Regions from separate parts of the Zea mays genome. Here regions 2 and 3 are each linked to region 1. The links are chromatin contacts, called in public Hi-C maps. All regions are on one chromosome and are shown on one strand. Each heading gives the region's core, a stretch centred on a gene start, on an enhancer-like site or on the middle of the called end of the contact. The rest is flanking DNA. Distances are from core to core; before and after follow the strand shown.

The links. Hi-C and Micro-C count contacts between places; a contact is called where the count stands out from the background.
Region 2: a Hi-C map of ear shows a contact between it and region 1, with 2.3 times the contacts expected there. The contact joins the promoter of LOC100282218 here to the promoter of LOC100191952 in region 1. A contact is called at or near these places in 2 of 25 Hi-C or Micro-C datasets (ear and leaf).
Region 3: a contact with region 1 is called in a Hi-C map of leaf, with 5 times the contacts expected there. The contact joins the promoter of LOC100383356 here to the promoter of LOC100191952 in region 1. A contact is called at or near these places in 2 of 25 Hi-C or Micro-C datasets (both in leaf).

The regions. Positions count from the first base shown.
Region 1 is chr7:8,487,567-8,491,896 of Zm-B73-REFERENCE-NAM-5.0, reverse strand. It overlaps LOC100191952, which reads left to right and starts at 1,869. Exons shown (of 8, transcript NM_001137376.1): 1 at 1,869-1,994; 2 at 2,186-2,471; 3 at 2,561-2,622; 4 at 2,825-3,292; 5 at 4,211-4,330. The coding sequence starts at 2,204.
Region 2 is chr7:8,680,410-8,684,739 of Zm-B73-REFERENCE-NAM-5.0, reverse strand. LOC100282218 (60S ribosomal protein L15) reads left to right here and starts at 2,308. Exons shown (of 4, transcript NM_001155130.2): 1 at 2,308-2,362; 2 at 2,443-2,609; 3 at 3,707-3,904; 4 at 4,011-4,330. The coding sequence starts at 2,359. The coding sequence ends at 4,256.
Region 3 is chr7:8,352,178-8,356,507 of Zm-B73-REFERENCE-NAM-5.0, reverse strand. It overlaps LOC100383356 (putative transcriptional regulator SLK2), which reads right to left and starts at 2,242. Exons shown (of 11, transcript NM_001176012.1): 1 at 2,120-2,242; 2 at 1,595-1,865; 3 at 1,195-1,464; 4 at 974-1,102; 5 at 521-569. The coding sequence starts at 1,392.

The DNA of each region.
Region 1 (4,330 bases), core at 620-3,119:
TAGATTTCGACCGTTACCGGTGTATTTTCCGCACCGAACTTTCGTTTCCGATGTTTCCGAAATACCGATAACGTTTTTGTTTCCGGAGTTACCGTTTTCGATTTTGTTTCCGATAAAAAATATGAAAACGATAATGGTTTTAGCGTTTACCGACCGTTTTCATCCCTAAACACATATCACAATTCAGAAGGCTCTCATATAATAACAAAATCATCAATATTATAGCTAAAAGCAGATTGACCGTTACAAAAACAGTCCCTCAAACGGCCATAACCGTGCCTACCCTTTAATCGTGTCGCGCCCATGCCTGCACTGCGGGCCAGACGGCCGGCCCAAGCCCAGCCCGGCTATCGGGCCAGGCCGACCCAGGCACGCTTCTAGTCGGGCCGGGCCAGACCGTCCTTGTGCCGGGACACGAGCCCACTGTCGTGTCGACCTATTTGACATGTATACTCGACATCGACATATTTTACCGTTTATTAAATAGCCATCGAGCATGAGACAACAAGGAAAGCAAATTAAATTTTATTGTTGGTGTTTGAATTCTTTATGAGGAAATGTTATTTTCAGTCCATGAACAGTAACCATTATATCCTAATTAATCCAACAGTGTACGTATCAGTACTATGCTGCTTCTTTTTCTTCACTTTCGGGATGCTCTCCTGCCTATTGCCCTCCTGCCGCCGTCAGTGCCGTGCGTAGCAATTAGAGGCCATGTAAACAATGTGTAACAAAGATCTAGAATTTATAACACAATTAGATGAGTGCTTGTACCTTGCAACAGGAATATATAATTCCCTAATAACTTATGTACAAATGTGTAACTTATATACAAATGTCTATTATACTGTTATGATATGAGAAAAAAGTTTCGTAATTTATTTGTAATCCTAGCTATACATAAATTTTGTTATTTTGATCTAGTTCGGTGTTATGGTCTACACTATTGGCTTAACAAATAGTAGAGATATAAGCAAATCACACTTCCACGCAATAATAAAGTTTCAATGTATGTTTATTGCATCAATTTATACTTATCTTAGTGATCTTAGCGTCTAAGCATAAGCAAGATAAACAATTCCTTAGCTTGTCTAGTATTTTTCTTTTTCACTTAAATAAAAACTTTGTTAATTAGTGTTAAATAGAGATTTGGCGATAGTAGTTTTTGAGGCTCTAAACAGTCGCATATCTAGGCCTGGCGATCGTTCCTGACAGCTTACTCACCGCCTCTGTAGACTGTCTCTAGCATCCGCAACTCCATCAACTTAAGGTTATGACTAGCATATCACTTATATGCTCGTACAAAACAATATTGTATACTGCAATTTGCATTGTCTATAGATTAAAATTTGAAATAAGAGATGCAATACAAGATAGAGGTGTCATAGGAGGTTAGGCGAGTAAGCTTAGATAACTTAAGGCCACATTCCGGCAGCACCTACAACTACAAGTAACCCCCTCCCAAACACGAAGATGTTCTATGATTGAGTATTTTTACAAAAGTTTCAAATTGCGAGAATTTTCCGTGCTTAATGAAATATATAGAAAAATGTTCCATATATTTATTCGCAATGCGCTAAAAATACTGTTGTTTCACTTATTTGAAACCAATGCTTCCAAAGATGGTGTCCATGGAGAATAAGTACCAAATTAGGGCAGTGAGTAAAAGGTGAGAGAAAAAAAAAAGAAACTAAAAAAACGTGGAAAAACTCTCCTATTAGGCCCGTTAACCCGTCACATGCGTACAGGGACAGGGCTACAGACCGGGCCGGCGCGTCTCAAAGAAGGCCCGTTAAAGGCCCAACCACAACCAACGAGGCGGAAATATATACTGCAAAGTAACCCTAAACCCTCCTCCCTTTCTGCTGCCCAGCCGCCGTCCGTCCGCGCTTCACTATCCTTCATTCCCTCCCCTGTCAGCGACGACTGGGTAGGCTACCGCCGCCGCCCTACGCTAGGTGCCCATCTCTTCGCCGGCGAAGAGCGCCCACCAAGTATTCCCTCCCACGCCCTCCTCTCCCCTGTCTGCGTTGCGAAACCGAGTTCCCACACTCTAACCTCAAGCTATTTGGCTGTCTTATGTCTACTAAACCCCTAGCTTCTTCGCGAGGAGATATGGACTTTACTAGATCCGCAACCTGGGCTGGACGATCTGACGCCATGTATGCTGTTTCGACCGTTTCAGGCTCCGGCCAAGGGCGTGATGGCGGCTGTAGGCAGCTTGAAGCCGGGGATGGAGACTCTTCATGTGCAGGACTACAAGGACGCGCCTCCGGCCAAGGCCGCGGTAGAGAGCCTCCAGCCGGCGATGGAGAGTCTGCATGTGCAGGATTACAAGGACGCGCCTCCGGCCAAGGGCGTGGCCGCCGCCGCCGTAGGGAGCTTGCAGCCGGGGGCGGAGAACCTGCAGGTGCAGGACTACAAGGACGGTAACATGTATTATGGTGCTTACCCGGCTTATGCCTATGGAGGTAATGATCTGTTTGGTTCGTTTCTTGAGTGTTTGGTGCTTGAATTTCTATGGACAGTTCGTTCAACGTTCTTTTTTTATAATCTGCAGCCTATGGTGGCTGGGGGGAGTACCCATACCTGAGCCATGATGGAGCACAGACACCAACTGCTGTCAGTGATTCTCCTTTCTTTGTTTGATATGTGTTCAGATAATAGTATCTTTATTTTCGTTTATTGCAACCTGGAGATTGTATTCATTCGAATAATAATTATTCTCATCTTCACCCATACTAAATGTTACTTCTTGATTTCCATGTGCTTTGAGCGTATTTTGATTGGTTGAAAATAAATTCTTTATTCATGTATTGTTCAGGGTACCTATGCTGACATGTACTATGGCTATGCTCCATATGGTGTTGCAACCATGGGGCATGATGGTCAGATTTATGGGTCTCAGAATTACCAGTACCCGTCGACATACACCAAGCAACAGAACTCTACTGCCAAGCTGTCATCCAATGGTATAAGTGAGAAATTGACTCCAGCGCCGCAAACGGATGTATCTACTATTGGTGTGGATGAGGTGAAAGGTTTGAAAAATTCAAATTCGGTGCTGAAGACAGACCGGAACATGCCAGGTTCCAATGGTTCATATGGCCGGTCTAGTGTGCGTTCTGGCAGCTATCAGAACCAGACTAGTTGGTCACACTATCCATATTATAGTAGTGAGATGTTCTCTGACAAGCAGCAAAAGTTCACCGGCAACCACAATTCGACTTCCAACCCTAAAACCAAGGGGCAGTCGAGGAATCAAAACACGAGGCAGTATCCTCATCTCATGGTAGGCTTTTCTGCTCTTAAAGTTTACTAAATTGTTTCTGTTCTGTCCATTCAATATAGAGTTATTGTTGTGCCCTATGCTGACTTCTAGTTTAGTTTAAATGTTTGTTGGCATATTTATTCTTTAGATCTTACTCATGAGCTTCACTGATGCTTGGTAAAGGACCTGATTATTTTTGGGGTGGCAAATTCTCTCTTCATTCCAAAATAACTGCATCGAGGGTGTAGTTATCACTGTAGGGCTGCAGCACCGCCTCCTTTTCCCCGCGCCTTACCGCTTTCGTCGCTTTAGCGACGCCTTAATAACCTTGGTGACTAGACATGAGGATGGGGATGTTACCCTGAATGGGCAACTGGTGGCTAGGAGTCTTTTCGATATTTAGGATTGATGCTACAAAAGGATGGCGACATTGATGAAGATGTTAGGTGTAGAATTTTAGTCGTTTGGTTGAAATGGCTTCATGCTTTTGGCGTCCTCTATGACAAGGCAGTGTCAAAAACACGTAAGTTCTATAGGACTGTTGTCGGTGATGTTATATGGTGTGGACTGTTGGTCGATAAAAAGGAGGTGTGTCCAACAAGCAACAACAGAGTGTAGCAAAGGAGACTTCCTATGGCGCTGGTGCATATACAGGTTTTAGAATGTATCGGTAATGTAAAAAGAGGTTGGGGTTGACCAAAAATGGCTTGGGACAAGGCGGATAAGAGAGATCTTAAGGAGTGAATATCTCCAAGGAATTAGCTAAGGATTGGTGCGTTTGGAGACTAGCAATCAACGTGCTTGAACCATTATCTTTGTCTCTTTTTTCTGTTTACCCTTTCAGTTGTGCTAACATGCTTATTACTTTTGAGTCAGCATGCTAACAATCAACTATGAGCCCTTCATACACCTTTCTTACTATGTTTTTTTTTCATGAAGGGTTTGCAAACACCAACTTCATCAGTGTACTCAGCTAATGGAATTTATGGGTATGATGGGAGCTATGGACCCGGCCTTTGGTATGGATCGCACATGTATAATTCTGGATTATATGGTGGA
Region 2 (4,330 bases), core at 1,059-3,558, 190 kb before region 1:
ACCCAGCCTTGCTTGTGGCATAATTTTTGTAGGTACGCTTCAGGATATGGTTGATGGTGTAACTTGGCCTACCACCATGCCACCGGGTTGGACGATCGAGGGGGATGCTGCTCCAATAGGAGAGGAGCAGGAGGAATAGTGGCCAGACCTTGCCCTATCCCTCACTTTCGACGATATCGATTATCCGCTTCAGTTTATTTTGTGAACTTTTCTCAGCTACTTGAAAAACTCCGATTTATGTAATAACTCCAGTACTTTAATTTGAGGTTTCCTATTTTTATTGTATTTCTTATGTGACTCACCTTCGAGTGAGGTTGTGGTATTTGATCCTGGATAAGTGGCTTTATCAGACTAGATCTGAGGGACTGACAGGTTATTCCGATTTAAGTGTGTTGCGGCCTTTAAGGCGTGACTTGGGCACTTAAGCTGGAATAATTCGGGCGGTTCTGCCACACAAATATCTTGCCTTTTTCAATTTGATTTCATGTTACTAGGATTCAGTGCAGTAGTTTAAGATATATAATGTTTTTTCTATTTTTGAATGATTTTTTAGTACTATTAAACTACATATGTTTCTTATCACCTGGCTATTCTGTATTCGATGACCATCCCAAGAAACTATGCTCAAATTATTACTAGCCAAGCTTTCTGGGTGCAAATATCTTCCCTTTTGAGTTTGATATCTTGTTACTAGAATCCAGTGCAAAGGTTATTTTTCTCTCACCATCATTTTGTTTCTCCGGTGTAATGGTAGAGCAGAAGTGTGGTTTTGCTAATTGTTGAGTTGGCCTTTTTTGTTTCAGCTTCCATATGAAGTCATGACACCTCTTCAAGCAGCAGTTGCCGGTGTTCAAAAGGTATCGTAGTTTAACACACAAGCTATTGTGGTTTGTCAAAAAAAGAATAGTAGCACATCTTGCTGTTATCATACCACTTTTATTTGCTGAAAGGAAAATGTTCCAAATAGAAGGTGAATGTTGAGTTGTAACTCATTTGTATTTTTTCAGTGTTTGGTGGGGAAGTAAAATATTCTTCTGAAAGTGTTGTGGAGTTCCTGTTTCGAATCCTAGTTTGGTAGATACGATACCTCTGCATGTAGGATCTCAGACTTACTATTGCCGCTAATACACATCCTATGCTCGCTGAACTACTACAGAGATGATGGCAGAAAGATCCTACTCTAAGACCAACCTTTGCACAGATTGTGGATACACCGAACTCTATAAACGAGGTGTGCATTCACACAAAGAACTACATGCATTTACCCTTCTTTTGGTTTCATCTTATTCTATATTTTTTCACACGCTATATTGTAGGTGGTTCGGAGTTCTTTGCATCACAAGAGGCATCTAGGTCGATCTCACTCTTCTTCGTATTCATGCCTGCTGCGCAGGATGGCACCATAGCGCTGATGGAGTTGGACGATGTCATCAGGCTCGACTGGGTGTGGATGGGATGAACTCTGCTCGTGTTGAAGGAGAGAGAGAGATCGTGCTTGGCTTGCGTGAGACCATATTCCGGTTCATATTTTTTCATGGGTCATGTTAATTATTATGTCATATTACACAACTTCAGATATTTATGTCTTTGTGAGAGAAGTAACAAAATAGTTTCACTTCATGGCTACTCTCGGATGTGTTCATGCCGCTGCCACTAATTGTATAAGTGTAACATTGTATTTGTTAGCAAACAATTTTTGATGTTAGCAAACAATTTTTGAGACATTAAAGTTGGTGATGATATAAGTGTTATTCGTTTGTATGTAATTGTTGTGCACTAATATTTTGCTGAATATTTTGTGTGCCGTGGCATATACTGACATACCTAGTGACAGCAAGAACAAACGTGAGGAGAAACCTAGGCTTGAGTCTAAGAAATTGTGTTATCACCGAGTCGAATCAGAATTCAAGCCGAAGTGAGTCATACATTTCTGCGCTCGCTTTTAAGGTTAAACATGTTTATTTGTGGATTAATGTCTAGTGTGAAATGTTTCTGCAGCTCCAAATATATGGATTGCAGTGTCGTTTTGAATTCCAAACTAGAGTCGTTTTCCTAGTCCTAGCTACCTTCCAATGTTTACATCCATGTTTTCATGCATATCCGAATCTTCATCTGAAAATGGAAAATGATCAAGCCTGTTTTTATCTGAAGCCCATCTGCTTATGCGAGGAAGCCCAGCTCGCTCGGCCCACTTTTGCAACATCCACCTCGCCTGCTCCAAACCCTAGCCCATCCGACGGCCACGAGACTCCCATCGTTCGGATATAAGTGCCCCTCCAACCGAAAACCTGTCCTTCTCCGCGCACTCCACCCCACTCGCCGCCGCCGCTGCCACCGCCGCTTGCTGCCGCAGCCGCCATGGGTGAGCAAATGTTCTGTGGTCTCTCCGTGCAGGCGAACCTTTGCGCGTCGTCTCTCTCTGATAGTCTGTTCGTCGCGCAGGGGCGTACAAGTACGTGTCGGAACTATGGAGGAGGAAGCAGTCGGACGTGATGCGCTTCGTGCAGCGCGTGCGCTGCTGGGAGTACAGGCAGCAGCCGTCCATCGTCCGCCTCACCAGGCCCACCCGCCCCGACAAGGCCCGTCGTCTCGGCTACAAGGCCAAGCAGGTAGGTCTTCTCGCCTGCCGCTCTGTTCTCTTGCCTGCCGCGAGATAGTGATGTAGAAATAGGTTGGTGGAGGGCTTGCAGCCATTTAGGATTTGATCTGCGCAATCATATCACCGTTTGCTGGTTTGTGTTTATAAGATTTTTACGGCTGTGGGCGACCATTTCTACTGTAATAGATATACGATAGATCGTCGTCAGTTTTTTGTTTGCGAAATGTAGAACTGCTTTTGGTTATCACTCCGACGTACGCCGTCCACTACTACAATACAAGCATGCAGCTGAGCCTATGTTTGGGCATGGTTAAGATTTTTGGATTGGATATTTAATGCTTGAATTTAGATATAAGATATTGTAGCTACTTGTTGTGTTGGAATTATTTGAACACAACTCAAAAGTGAGTTCTTACGATTGCTGCATATGATGGTTCATCACATCTGGACCATAAACTTAATATCGTTTGGTGTGGGTTATTTTGTAGTCATCAGTAATTTTGATATCTGTAGTACACAAAATAAGTCTTCATTGGCCACTAGCTGAGGACATGAGCATAATGTAAATAAATAAATAAACGGTGTTACATTGTATCACCATGTAAAAATCAGCCAACCATATTGTGATTAAGTGGCTTAATTCATGTTAGCCTAGCCTTTTTTTTTCACACCAGGGTCTTGTTACGGGTCTGTTTGGTTCGTGACTAACTGCGTCACACTTTGCCTAAGGTTAGTCGTTCGAATTGGAGAACTAACCTTAGGCAGAAAAGTTTGGCAAAATGTGGCAAGTTAGGCAGCGAACCAAACAGGCCCTTACTCCCACTGTGGCAAACTATTAAGATGTTTTGGCATCTCTAGATTCATAACTTTTACGTCGAATCTAGACATAATATATCCAGATATGCAGCAAAAGTTACCAATCTAAAAGGCCAAAAATGTTTTATAATTTGGAACGAAGGGAGTAATAATTTTTTGGTGTATCTGTGTATGATTTTTGAGAAGACTGTTAGTATGCTATGTTGCCTTGTTTGCTTCATCTTACAATTGCAGTTTGAGTATATATGTCCTGATTTTGTCTGACGTTGTGTTGTGGTAATTCATCTTCAGGGATATGTTGTCTACCGTGTCCGTGTGAAGCGTGGTGGCAGGAAGAGGCCTGTGCCCAAGGGTATTGTCTATGGCAAGCCCAAGCACCAGGGTATCACCCAGCTCAAGTTCCAGAGGAACAAGAGGTCTGTCGCTGAGGAGAGAGCTGGACGTAAGCTTGGTGGACTGAGGGTTCTTAACTCCTACTGGGTGAATGAGGTACATCGGATTGTAACATGAACACTCCTCTTTAAACATACTAGCTTGTTTATATCTGTCAAATTTTTTTTCTAATTGCCTGACATGCCCATATCTCCTATCACAGGATAGTACCTACAAGTACTTCGAGATCATCCTTGTGGACGTTGCCCACAAAGCCATCAAAACCGACCCGAGGATCAACTGGCTATGCAACCCTGTGCACAAGCACCGCGAGCTCCGTGGCCTCACCTCAGCAGGCAAGAAGTACCGTGGCCTGCGGGGCAAGGGCCACACTCACCACAAGAACAGGCCCTCAAGGAGAGCCACCTGGAAGCGCAACCAGACCCTCTCCCTCCGTCGCTACCGCTGAGCAGCTCGTCGGGTGCTTGGATACTGCCACTGTCCGACCATTCCCAATCAAGACAACAAGGGTGCCTGTCTCTG
Region 3 (4,330 bases), core at 993-3,492, 140 kb after region 1:
GCATAGGAGGGTCCCCAAACATATCAGAAAAGGTTTCCATAGTCTCATTATCCTGGGGGCCTGGTGTTTATGGCTGCATCGCAATAAGGCGGTATTTGATGGTGTCAACCCGTCATTAAGCACCATTCAGAGGCTTTTCTTGGATGAGGTGGAGTGTTGGTGTATGGCTGGTGCGAAGCAGCTCGAGAGTCTTGGGCTTCTGGCTGCATTTGCTAGGGGGGCTAGGGCTTTTCCTAGTGCATGAGGCTGCACTGTTTTATTTTCTATTTATTTTTGCCTGTTATGGCTTTGTACTTTGGTCCATTTCGGACCTTTCTCTCTTTCAATATAATGATGCGCAGTTCTCCTGCGTGTTCGAGAAAGAAAAAAAACCACAAGATATATACATAGGAAAGTAGAGTTTGCTGCTAACAACTAACACGAGATCAACAAGTTTCAAAGAAAACTTACAAAAACTAAATTTTTTAATACCAAAATATATCATGAATATAGTTTGGCAGAGTTGACAAAATTAGCTAACCATATCCTTTTGCACCATGTGTTTTGCATATGTCACATCGCCACACGTCCTGCAGTGGATAAAACAGGATTGTATGAAGGGGGTACATATATCCATCACCTTTTGCAAATTTTAAGGAGAAACAAGAAATATTCCCCTTCACATTAACTGTAAATCTGCAACAGCGAAAAGAACTGTCTTTTCTATTTAGCTACTGTAATAAGAAAATCTTTACTACAGAAAGCTATACCTACAAACTCTATTCTGAAGCCACTAAAAGCTACTAAATTAGATCTGATATTCAATGATCAAGCAGAAGTTTAAGAAAATGACAATCAATCTTATTTTGGAATCAAGAAGGAAGTGATGCCAGACAGCAAAAGTGGTGCTGGACATGGAACACAAAACTAAGAAGTCAAGAACAATGCAATTGCATGCAAATTTGCCACTGTGAAGCATACACTGTTAACTAACCTGAGCCGTTTGTGCAGTAGAAACTGAAGCATTCGCTCTCTTTTCGTAAGATGACACACACCATCTTTCTCTTGCTGTTGGTGCAAAATATTCCTCAACAAGCTTCCTCCAATATGTTATGGGATTATTCTACAATGCAGTGTACCAATAAATTGTACTGCACAGGGCTTGCATCTCGTAATCTTATGATCAATGTATAAAACGCAGAAACACAAACGCACCTCCGGACGACGACGCTTGTGATATAAATACTGCATTAGCCTGCGGGAACAAAGGCCATTGTTGACAGGAGTCCTAACAGGTACAGCTATTCCAGGCTGTGCTAGTGATGGCGGAAGCTGAGGCTGATGAGGAATGCCAATTTGAGATGGTTGTGTCTGAGCAAATGATTGCAGCAGCTGCTGCTGCCTCTGCTGCATATGTGCCAGATTATGCTGCTGGATCAAAGCTTGAAGCTGTGGGTTCTGTTGCCCCTGGAGATGAAGAGAACCCTGACCATGGAGCAGACGCTGAATCAGCTGTTGCTGCAGTTCATCTTGCCTAACATCAATTCTTAATTTCTTTGGAGCATGCAATGCACCACCAGCCTCAATAATAGGATGTGATGTTAGACTTGAAGACCTCTGCTTTTGCGCCTGGTCTTGGGGTGGACTTTGCTGCACAATGGAGCCATCAATGACTGAAGAGCCAGAGATGTTATTTGATGAAAATGATATTGGGGACGATGGAGCAGGCATGAAGGAATAAGTATTCATGCTTGTACTTGGCTGCAACTGAGCACCTCCAGAGAATGATGAATTGGCATCTATCATCACCCTGAAGAATCTCCAATAAAGGCAGGGCACATAGCTGGAATTACCAATAAAGATCTTCCAATATTTATGACTAGAACCTGCTGTGAGAATAAATTCATGAAGTCATCTAAGACAAATGCCAGTTACAACGAAAGTTTATCATCAATTTTCTTTCTTGGAGCAATCAGCCCATGTATCAAGCAGGGGTGGAGCCAGCAAAGGGGCATGAGTGTACACATGCATACCAATAATTTTTGCAAAAGTTTCGAAATTAGGAGGCATCGAATAGTCAAAAAGCTTTAGATTAGGGTTTGGGTGTTCAGCTTCGGACAGGAGGAAGGGATGGGAATACCTGGTGCGTGCTCGTCGCCGGTAAAGATACCGACGAAGGTGTCGACACCTGGCGACTGGCGTAGGGCGGCGGCGGCCCAACAGTCGTTGCAGAGAGACAGGGGGGCGATACAGCAGTCGTCGGAGAGCGATATGGTTGCGAAAGAGACGCAGGTGCCGTTTTTTTAAGGCGAAGTATCATGTGCACATGAAGCCATGGTGCACATATAACATCTCAACCTTTAATCTTCGATCAAACGGCTGCCTCTCCCACCTCGGCATTTTATCAGAAAACACCCTCCACCTCCTCTGAAGCTCCCGAATCTTTAACAAAAAAAAAACCCAGGCTCCCTGTACGCCTGTACTGGTTGCCCGCCGTCATCACTTCGTTGTCTGCACGCCTGCTGGCTGCTGTAATAAGCAGGAAACTATGGCAGCAAACAATTGTTGCTATGCCTCCACTTGGATAATGAATTGTTGCAGCACAGCTTATCTTAATGAATGTGACTATGACAGCAAACAATTTCAGAAAAATGTATGATATGATATAGTTGCAGTATCAAAATGTATCAAAACTAATTCATGAATTTTCCATAAAGGATGAGCAAAATAAGAATAACACAGGATAATCGTCTATTGATGTGCCTCCGTAGTTTCATTGTTGGTATTTGTCGGAGAGTAGATCTCCGGCCGGGTGGCGGAGTGCACCCGCCCTAAATCCTGAGATGAGGTGGGGCTTAGACGTTTTGCTTGGACGTTGGTATGAACAGGAAGAACGCAAGAACACACAAGGATTTAGAGTGGTTCGGGCCGCCGGAGCGTAATACCCTACTCCACTATGAGATGTATTGCCCGTGAGCTTGTATGAGCTTGCGAGTCTATGGTGTGATCTAAGATTGCGTGTGTGGGTAACGTCGCATGCCTCCCCTATTATAGCTGAAGGGGGCATGCACAAAGGTACTGGGATCCGACATGTGGGCCCAGGGGCATAAAGAATATAGCGCTTGGAGCCTACTAATGTCTGTTGTCGGGGCAATCCTCTTGCGCCCTGACGCCCGAGATCTGTGTATCCTTGGCGTACAGGGGAAGCTTCTTGTAGAAGGGATGATGGGTACAGCGTGCTGCCTGGCACGGTCGTACTGTTCGCCAGCAGACCCAGCAGGCGCGCCGCTTGCTGGATGACCTTGACACCGCCTGCCAGCGGATGGGACGGGACGCCCTCACGTCAGGTTCGGCCCGATAACTTTTGTCATGGGCCACAAGCAGCGGGTCTCCGCCTGAGCAGGATGTGAAGGGCAAGGCCCAGACACGTGTCAGCACCGGACCCCTGCTCATACCAGGGTTCTTCTCGTTCCGGGACCCTGCTGAGGTTTGGACCTCCCGGGGGCTCCGTACTTATACGTATAGCGGTCCGGTGTCCCTCTGTGGGGGTCCGGACTTACTGAGATGTGTTGTCTCTCCTTGCCACGTGGCACCCTTTGGTCTGCCCATGCGGTGGGGTCAGGCGCCGTTCCCCGCGTGGCTAGAGGACGTCGTATGGGAGCGACGTCTTCATGTTGTAGAAGAGGGTACCTCTAATTTAGGGTACCGACAGTGGCCCCCGGGTCCACCTTAGGGGAGGATGCGAGCCTATAGGTGGGGCCAGAGTCTGATTTGCGGTTGGACCGCTGCTCCTGCCCGCCTGTTGCTGCAATTACTGTCGGCCCGCCTATGGCCATGCCGACTAACGCGCATATTCCCACGACTGACTGGCCCATGACCATCGTACTTAATGGCACTGTTGGGCCATGCGCGGGGCTGCCTCGAGTCGCTGCACTGGTTCTGAAAAATTTACCTTTTCAGACTCCCGTGACAGCCCAGAGGAGACGTGGCATTAGCGCAAGCGGTGGTGCAGTTTCTTCGCACACGGTAACCGGTGCGCCGGTTACATGACATGTGGGCCTTGGCCCCCGAGCTGGACTGTCCGTTGCAGCGGAGTTGAGGGGGCGCATAGCCGTGGGACGGTTGTACGCTTCTTGTGCGGCGGTTCGCCTCTTTGACCGCTGGTTACGGCGAAGATGAAAGGGCGCCTAACCGTGGGGCAGTTGCATGCCCCTTGCACGGCGGTTCGCCCTCCTGACCGCTGGTTGCCCCGAAGATGAAGGGGCGCGTAACCGCATGGCAGTTGTACGCTCCTTCTTCGGGTTAGCCTGTATGACATGTGGGGCCTGGCCCCCGTGTCATAAGGTGGGAT